2 separate regions of the Sus scrofa genome follow, and region 1 is linked to region 2. Evidence: chromatin contacts called from public Hi-C data. All regions are on one chromosome and are shown on one strand. The core of a region is the stretch at or near the end of the contact, and the rest is flanking DNA. Distances in the headings are between cores, read along the strand shown.

What was found. A called contact is a pair of places that touch in the nucleus more often than the background predicts.
Region 1: a Hi-C map of embryonic fibroblasts shows a contact between it and region 2, with 2.5 times the contacts expected there. The contact joins two enhancer-like sites. A contact is called at or near these places in 2 of 47 Hi-C or Micro-C datasets (embryonic fibroblasts and epiblast stem cells) and 1 of 2 datasets of contacts at active chromatin or transcription factors (alveolar macrophages).

Annotation. Positions count from the first base shown.
Region 1 is chr7:99,350,453-99,354,154 of Sscrofa11.1, reverse strand. It overlaps GPATCH2L (G-patch domain containing 2 like), which reads right to left. Exons shown (of 10, transcript NM_001243404.1): 8 at 2,801-2,886. Among named protein-coding and RNA genes, the nearest start is that of GPATCH2L, 27 kb to the right of the region's middle. Within about 2 kb of position 1,689, at least 3 of the 83 cell types and tissues checked have an H3K27ac peak or open chromatin away from gene starts, as enhancers often do. A contact at or near this core is called in embryonic fibroblasts, where this site is marked.
Region 2 is chr7:98,863,309-98,867,251 of Sscrofa11.1, reverse strand. All of the region lies in intron 9 of TTLL5 (tubulin polyglutamylase TTLL5), which reads right to left. Among named protein-coding and RNA genes, the nearest start is that of TTLL5, 43 kb to the right of the region's middle. Within about 2 kb of position 2,416, at least 60 of the 83 cell types and tissues checked have an H3K27ac peak or open chromatin away from gene starts, as enhancers often do. A contact at or near this core is called in embryonic fibroblasts, where this site is marked.

The DNA of each region.
Region 1 (3,702 bases), core at 440-2,939, 490 kb before region 2:
CATCAGTAAGAAAATTGAGCAAACACTGAGCAAACACTCTTTATATATGTAATACATATAAAACAAAACATGTGCTGCTAGACTAATACATGTATAACAAGGAATTCCCTTGTGGTATGGCGAGTTAAGGATCCAGCATTGTCCTCCAGCTGCTCAGGTTGCTGCTGTGGTATGACTTCAATCCCTGCCTTGGGAATTTATGCATGCCACGGGCACAGCAAAAAAAAAAAAAAAAGAATAATAAATAAATGCAAGTTTAAACAAATTTTCCCGCTACCCCAAAGAAACTTCCTGTTTGCAATCCACTTTGTATCCACTGCCCTGGGAGTGATGTCTAAAAGGCCAATGAGCTCTAATTGTCCATATACTCTTGTCTTGCTTTCAGCAACAGTCTGATGCAATAAGCAGTATTTCCCTAGAGCTGAGCACACCAGAAACACAGCCTAGGCTTGCTTATGTTTCCAAGCCCAGCCACAAGCACTGCAAATAGAGAACAAAGATAATGATGTGGATAATGGGATACACAAACAATAAGTTCACACCCACTCCAAGCCAAGGTGAGGCCTTACAGGTAGCAGAAAATATGATAAAAGCATGAATACCAATCTCAGCACAGCACAGCTCTATGTAGCAGAAGTAAAGGAAGGAGGGCAAATGATCCACTTTCAGCATCTAACATGACATGGTGCTACTCATACAGTTTTCCCAAAGAGCGTACACGGCCCTTGTTTAATTTGGTATTAAGACAAAAAGCTGGAGGACTGTTCTATGGACTGAAATCTTGTGTCTGGTTCCAAGACAGCTTGGGCACTACCACCTCTAAGAAAAGCTACCTGAGCCTGAGTTAGGCACCGCTCCTCTGTGCTCCATGTCACTCTGGTGCACACCTTTAGGCACACATCACTCCAAATTGTAGCTGTCCATTTCCACACCTGACTCTGCCAGGAGGATAAAAACTCCTCCTTAAGGGTAGTGCCAAACAAAGCGCCAGGCACATAAAAGGGAATCAGCAAATGATGAAAGAATGAATGATGCATGTGACTAAAGAAAACGACGGTGTTTAATATTCCACAATTTCCCAAGTTCTTAGTTAACACCACATGTGGTAGTCTCTCTTTGCAAAAGACCTTTCCTACTGAAGCACTACTTTTCCAGTAGAAGGCTGGGCAGCAGGTTATAGTGCAGAGTTTATTATTATAGCCTATAGTGGAATTTCTAACTGTATCCATGAAAGAATATTTTGTACACTCTACACCCCAAATCTACGAACACATCCACTTAAGAACATGTTAAGAAGAAAAAAAAATCATCATGGAATTCCCGTTGTGGCTCAGCAGGTTATGAACCCTACTAGCATCCATGAGGATGCACGTTTAATCCCTGACCTCCCTCAGTGGGTTAAGGATCCGGCATTGCCATGAGCTCCAGTGTAGGTCACAGATGCAGCTTGGATCTGGCACTGCTGTGGCTGTGGTGAAGTCCGGCAGCTGCAGCTCCGATTCGACCCCTATCCTAGGAACTTCCATATAACTCAGGTGCAACCCTAAAAAGCAAAAAAACAAAAACAGAACCTTGGAAAGAAATTCTTTGTGCTTCTAGAAATAACAGAAGTTCTATGGTTTGGCCTATGTGCACAGTAACTCGCTGGGGCAGGCTTCCAGTGAAACCATATTTGCTCTGTGAGTCACCCAACATAGAGAATTTATATTCAGAGGCACTGGTTTCATTCTACTACAGAAGTGCAGGATTCATTCTGACGAAGGTATGCTGAATGCCCAGTAAGTGCCAGAAACTGTGTTAGGTGCTGGGGACACATCAGGGAACAAGATAAGGTCCCGGCACTTCTAAGCTTATATTTTAGTGAGAGACGGGGGAAGGTAGGAAAAGAAACCAATAAACAGTCATTACAGACTGTGATTAAAGCTCTAAAGTAAAGAAATAGATAATGAGTGGTGAGCGGTACAGGTGGCCCCTTTAGACAGGATGGTCTTGAAGGCCCCCCGAGGAGGGGCCAGAGCTGAAAAGAAAATCATGGAAGAAGAGCTCCAAGATGGTGGGTCAAAGCAAAGGGAACACATGTGAAGGTCCAGCGGCAGAAGAGGATTGTGATTTTTTGAAGAACAAATGGGAGCTCCCTGGCACAGGTGGATCTCCTCCCCAGTGGGGAGGAAGAAGTCTATGAAAGGAGGTTAGACATGAAGCCAGGAGTCCGATCATGCAGGGTTTTGCAGGTCATGGCAACAGCCATTAATAATGTTTTTTTGAAGATGGGACATTTAGCAGAAGAAAGATAGAACAGGAGCCAGAGCTCAGGTCAAAGCTGAGATTTAAATCACATACTAGGGAGTTCCCACTGCGGCTCAGTGGTCAACAAAACCAACTAGTATCCTTGAGGACACAGGTTTGATTCCTGGCCTCACTCAGTGGGTTAATAAGTATCAGGCATGGCTGTGAGCTGTGGTGTAGGTCACAGACACGCTTCAGATCCTGCATTGCTGTGGCTGCGGTGTAGACCAGCAGCTGCAGCTCCAATTTGACGCCTAGCCTGGGAACTTCCATATGCCTGCAGTGAAGCCCTAAAATCAGTCAGTCCATCAATCAATCACATACTAGCCATGTGATCACAGAAAAGATACTTCAATACTCTGCCTCAGTTTCTACATCAGTAAAACAACTACTGACTTCAAAAGGTTGTTGTATAGATTGAATTAGATAGTATACACAAACATACTTTAATTTGAAGTGTTAAAAAAAGAAAAACAGTATCATCTGGAAAAAAACAGACCCTAGAAGAAATTACCTGGCAGAGCAGTGTGCTGGTGAACATCTCCGGTGAGAAGCATCAGCGAGAACATCCAGGGAGTAAAGGGGAGAAAGAGGATTAAACTGCAGGAACAAATGAGATTATTTTAGTAAGGTTTATGAAACAAGACTGATCCTAAAGGGCTGCTACCTGCTACTCCATTACTTTTCCCCCTTTGTTCACCTTGGTAAAGTTGAGCCCATTCAATAGTGGCCCCATGAATGTAGCAGGGTTAATCTAGCAACCTCAAAAACAGGTTATTCCTTGGTAAACAACAACTTTTCAAAAACTTCTGATACACAATAACTACTTACGTGGCAGGAGGTAGTACTTTCTAAATGACAAAAAGGGAACTTATGCCTATTGATTATCAGCCCTGTTCCCAAGGATACTAGCATGAAATTACCTTTTCATTTCCTTATCCTGGCAGATGTTTCCAGTGAATAACTGGTTAGCACATACCAGCAGCAGTGTAGTGGAAACAGAACTAGATTAAGAATTAGAATACCCAGCGTTTAGTTCCAGTCTACCACTGAGTTGCCATATATTAAAAACTACAAAATCTATCTGTAAAATGGATGTATCACTAGCCATCTTACCTATTTTATGGGGTGACTGTGAAGACTAAAGAAAATATTGCCTTCAGTTTATAAAGTAATTTCAATTTCTCATCTATAAAACATCCATTCACCTAAAAAGGGGGTTGTAAGGATCAACTGGGATACTATACATAAAAGTACCTCACTTTATGTTCACTAGCTTTCTTTGGATTTTTTTTCCACAATAAATAATCCTCCCTCCAAATTTCAGAACTAAATATGTATCAATCCTGGAAGACCTCTAATTTCAAAAGAACTTAAAAAGTATACAAACTACGCAATTGTTCTGTCATAGAAGTT
Region 2 (3,943 bases), core at 1,167-3,666:
CAGTTGGTCGAATTTGAATGTGTCTCTAGACAAAATACTATTTTTACAGGTTTTCTTTAACTTTGAAATGGTTTCAAAATTAAACGTTTAAAAACAAAAGTAAGTTTCTCAATAAAAATCTAGATTTTTCAGCCTTAAAAAACCAGAAGATCTGGCAATACTACCTATCTTAGTCCATTTGGGCTGCTATAACAAAATACTATAAACTATGTAGTTTATAAACAACAGGAATTTAGTTCTCATAGTTCTGGAGGCTTGAGGTCCAAGACTAAGATGCAGGCAGATAGACAGCACCTTCTTACTGTGCCCTCACAGGGCAGAAAGGGTGAGAAATTTCTCCAGGGCTCTTTTATAAAAGGGCACTAATCATTCACGAGGGCTCCACCCTCATGACCTAATTACCTCTCAAAACGCCCACCTTCAGGGAGTTCCCGTCATGGCGCAGTGGTTAACGAATCCGACTAGGAACCATGAGGTTGCGGGTTCAATCCCTGCCCTTGCTCAGTGGGTTAACGATCCGGCGTTGCCGTGAGCTGTGGTGTAGGTTGCAGACACGGCTCGGATCCCTCGTTGCTGTGGCTCTGGCATAGGCCGGTGGCTACAGCTCCGATTGGACCCCTAGCCTGGGAACCTCCATATGCCGCAGGAGCGGCCCAAGAAATAGCAACAACAACAACAACAAAAAAAAAACAACTCCCACCTTCAAATAACACCACCTTGAGAGTTAGGATTTTAATATGTAAACCTGGGAGGTCACATTCAGATCACAGCACCACCATGCATCACAGACTTGTTGCCACTGAATAGTAAATGCCCTTTAGATGGTACATGTGAGCTCTGGTTCTCCAGTCTCCACCTAGCCAGCTGTTTAGTCAATGTCCTTGTGAACACTGAGGTTTGCGATTTGTGATTTAGATCTTCACATTTCATATTTCATCCTAGTTAGGTCTGAAAGCATCAACACAATTCTTTTATTAGAAACAACCTAAAAGTGGTAATTCTCTACTAGCTAGCCTAGGACCAAGTTTGCAAATACTTCTCCTAACACACATACTGAAATTTACATGAGGAATTGAGTCTTGAACCACCTCCTTAATGAAATCAAGCTTTAGGAAAAGCTCTCAAGACAGAATTTCATAGCCTTGACCTTTAAGCCTAAAAAGGGGGGGGGGGGCAGGGAGAGGGAGCAAGAGAGAGAAAGAAAAAAAAGGTGGGGGGGAACTCTACTTTTTTTGCCAAATCAGAAACTCTGGGTACTATTTCACAACCTACTGATGAGTAGAGAACTATACGTCCATTTTTTTTTTTTTTTTGGTACACACTAAAACATATTAGATTATCTTTATTCTAATAGACAATAAATTCTTTTTATTTTGCTTTTTAGGGCCACACCCATGGCACATGGAGGTTCCCAGGCTAGGGGTCAGTTAGGAACTACAGCTACAGGTCTATCCCACAGCCACAGTAACATGGGATCTGAGCCTCATCTGCAACCTATACCGCAGCTCATGGCAACGTCAGATCCTTAACCCACTGAGCGAGGCCCGGGATTGAACACGCATCCTCATGGATACTAGTCGGGTTCATAACCCACTGAGCCACAACAGGAACTCCTCTGACAATAAATTCTTAAATCAAAAGCTGTATTTTCTTTTTGCTTTCGAATGTTTCTCAATGAGAATGAAGACAATGGTAATAATTTGTCTAAAACTCTTGAGTGAGTGAGTGTGTGTGTGTGTGTGTGTGTGTGTGTGAAGGAAGGGTCTCGCTGTTAGACATACAGTAGGTACCTGACAGGCACTAAATGAAACCACACCTGAGTTGCTGGTTCAGGAGCTCTACTACATGGACCTCAAACGGGAAGGAAAACACAGTTAGTGGGGTCCTTTCACCTCTCCTTTGTTCTATGAACACGAGACCACAGTCAGTCCCTGAGAGTCTAGATGGAGGATAGTTAAACCACACATTTATTCTAACAAACATTCACTGCAAACACACAAAGTAAGGGGAGGGCAGCTCTGAGGAGACCCTGGCTGTGGCGGACACGTTATCTTTCAGCAGGTGTAGCCATTCAGAGCCACAAAGGCCTGGAGGATCAAGAGACAGCGCCTCAGGCAGCCGTGCCAGGAGCCACTGGGTTTCATCCTGCCCTGACCCAGAAAAATCTTATGGAAGAGAACAAGAGGCCCAAGAGCTCTCTGATCTGCTGTCAACCAGCTGCGGCCGGGAGACTGCCAAAGTGCTGCAGTGACGAGGCAGCGCCCTGCGGAGCCGTCTGGGAGGGGATTACCAGCCTGATCCCCTGGTCCTCAGAGCCAGAAATGACTCAAACTTCACAAACAGCAAGGGCCTGCCAGGGAGGGTGACAATGAGCGCTGGAGAGGGTTTTCTCCCCCTTGTCGGTGTCTCTCCCCTCCTCCTGCTGCTGTGGCAGATTCTGGACAGTGTGCAGCCCGTGAGGTAATCTGAATTCCTTGGCAACCGGCAAGTACCTGAATTCTTTCAAAACCACAGGAATCCAGCAGAGAAAAGGTAAATATCCCTGCGGAGCCAGTGTTAATTAGCAAGGAAGGCTACTGAAGAAGGAACTGGGGGCGGGGAGCAAGGGAGAGGCATTACAAATGCTTCGGGATCTTTTCTGAGTTTCCACTGAATAATATGGCTGAGGCCAAAGAGAGGCAGTCCCCGACCAGACCAACCGGGGCCTCCTCGGGCCTTCTCGGCATCCCCTTCTCCCACCTCCGCCGTGTGGGTGGAGCTCCCCCAGTTCCCTGGATGGGCTCTTTCATCCCCCCCACCCCACCCCAGTTGCTAGCGCTACCTAGCTTTGGGTCTCTGACAGCACATTTGGTTTTCAACTCAATTTTGTTTTAACTTTCTTTTTCAACTTTTTATTTTTCCTCTTTCAGCGAAAATTTGGCTGTTAGCTTTGTCTCAAAAAGGGCCTTCACAAATGGTTTAGACCACATACTGGATCCACCTAAAACTGTAAAATCCAGGACAAAGTCTTTCTGGATTCCACCTCTGAAAGGAAAAAGAGCCTGCACCATTTTGGTAGAGAACAGCACCCCTCTTTGGAAACCGGAGTGTCCCCTGCTGGTGCCAAACAACAACATACGAGGAAAGTCAAAAAGCAGGAAGGGGCAAAACACTGGACTCAAATACTACTGACACCATTTTTTAAAACGTCTCAATATTTTGTCCACATATAAGAAGAAGAGAGTTTTTCTACTTCCCATGTTAATAAGACAAGGACAACTGAAATTACTAGTCTAGAAAAAAAGCATTTAGGGTCTTTTGCTTTAGTAAATCTAAGAAGGTAAAGAATTTACACAAAATTCTTACTTCACAGAACCGTCTTATGAAATGAACTTAACCTTTCCGTCACCTAAGCATGACTTCTGAGGCCCCAAACAGAAATGATACGGGTTCTAAAAAAGGAGACCAATGACACTGCTGCCAGTTCTGTCTCTTTAGGAAAGATGATGGTTTTCCTTGTTGAGCCTCAAAGTAAAATGTTTGAGTGATCTCATCCCAAACTGATTATCTTCAGTAATGTCCATATAAAACACACGTGACCCAAGGTTACTAGAGACTGCAGATCTGGAGATGCTGTAGACTATTGTTGAGAGTAATGACACAATCGAGCGGATTCTGCGGATTAAAAAGAAGCAGAGGAACGCCAAGATACACAGCGGTTAAGACACAGCAACTTAGGCGCATGGAAGTTATTGCACAGAGCAATGCACCCTTGCAGGACTGGCTAATAGCCTGTCATAATGTATTATCCTCTTGTAAAGCTTTATTATTCACCTATGCTTTTAGGTAAAATGAGCCAAAGCCCTGAAAATTCATATTTTTTGGTTCAATTTAATCCAAGTTTTAAAAAAGCTGTTTTCCAAATTATTCTGAGAAAAAGCATCCACTAAAAAAAATTATGGAC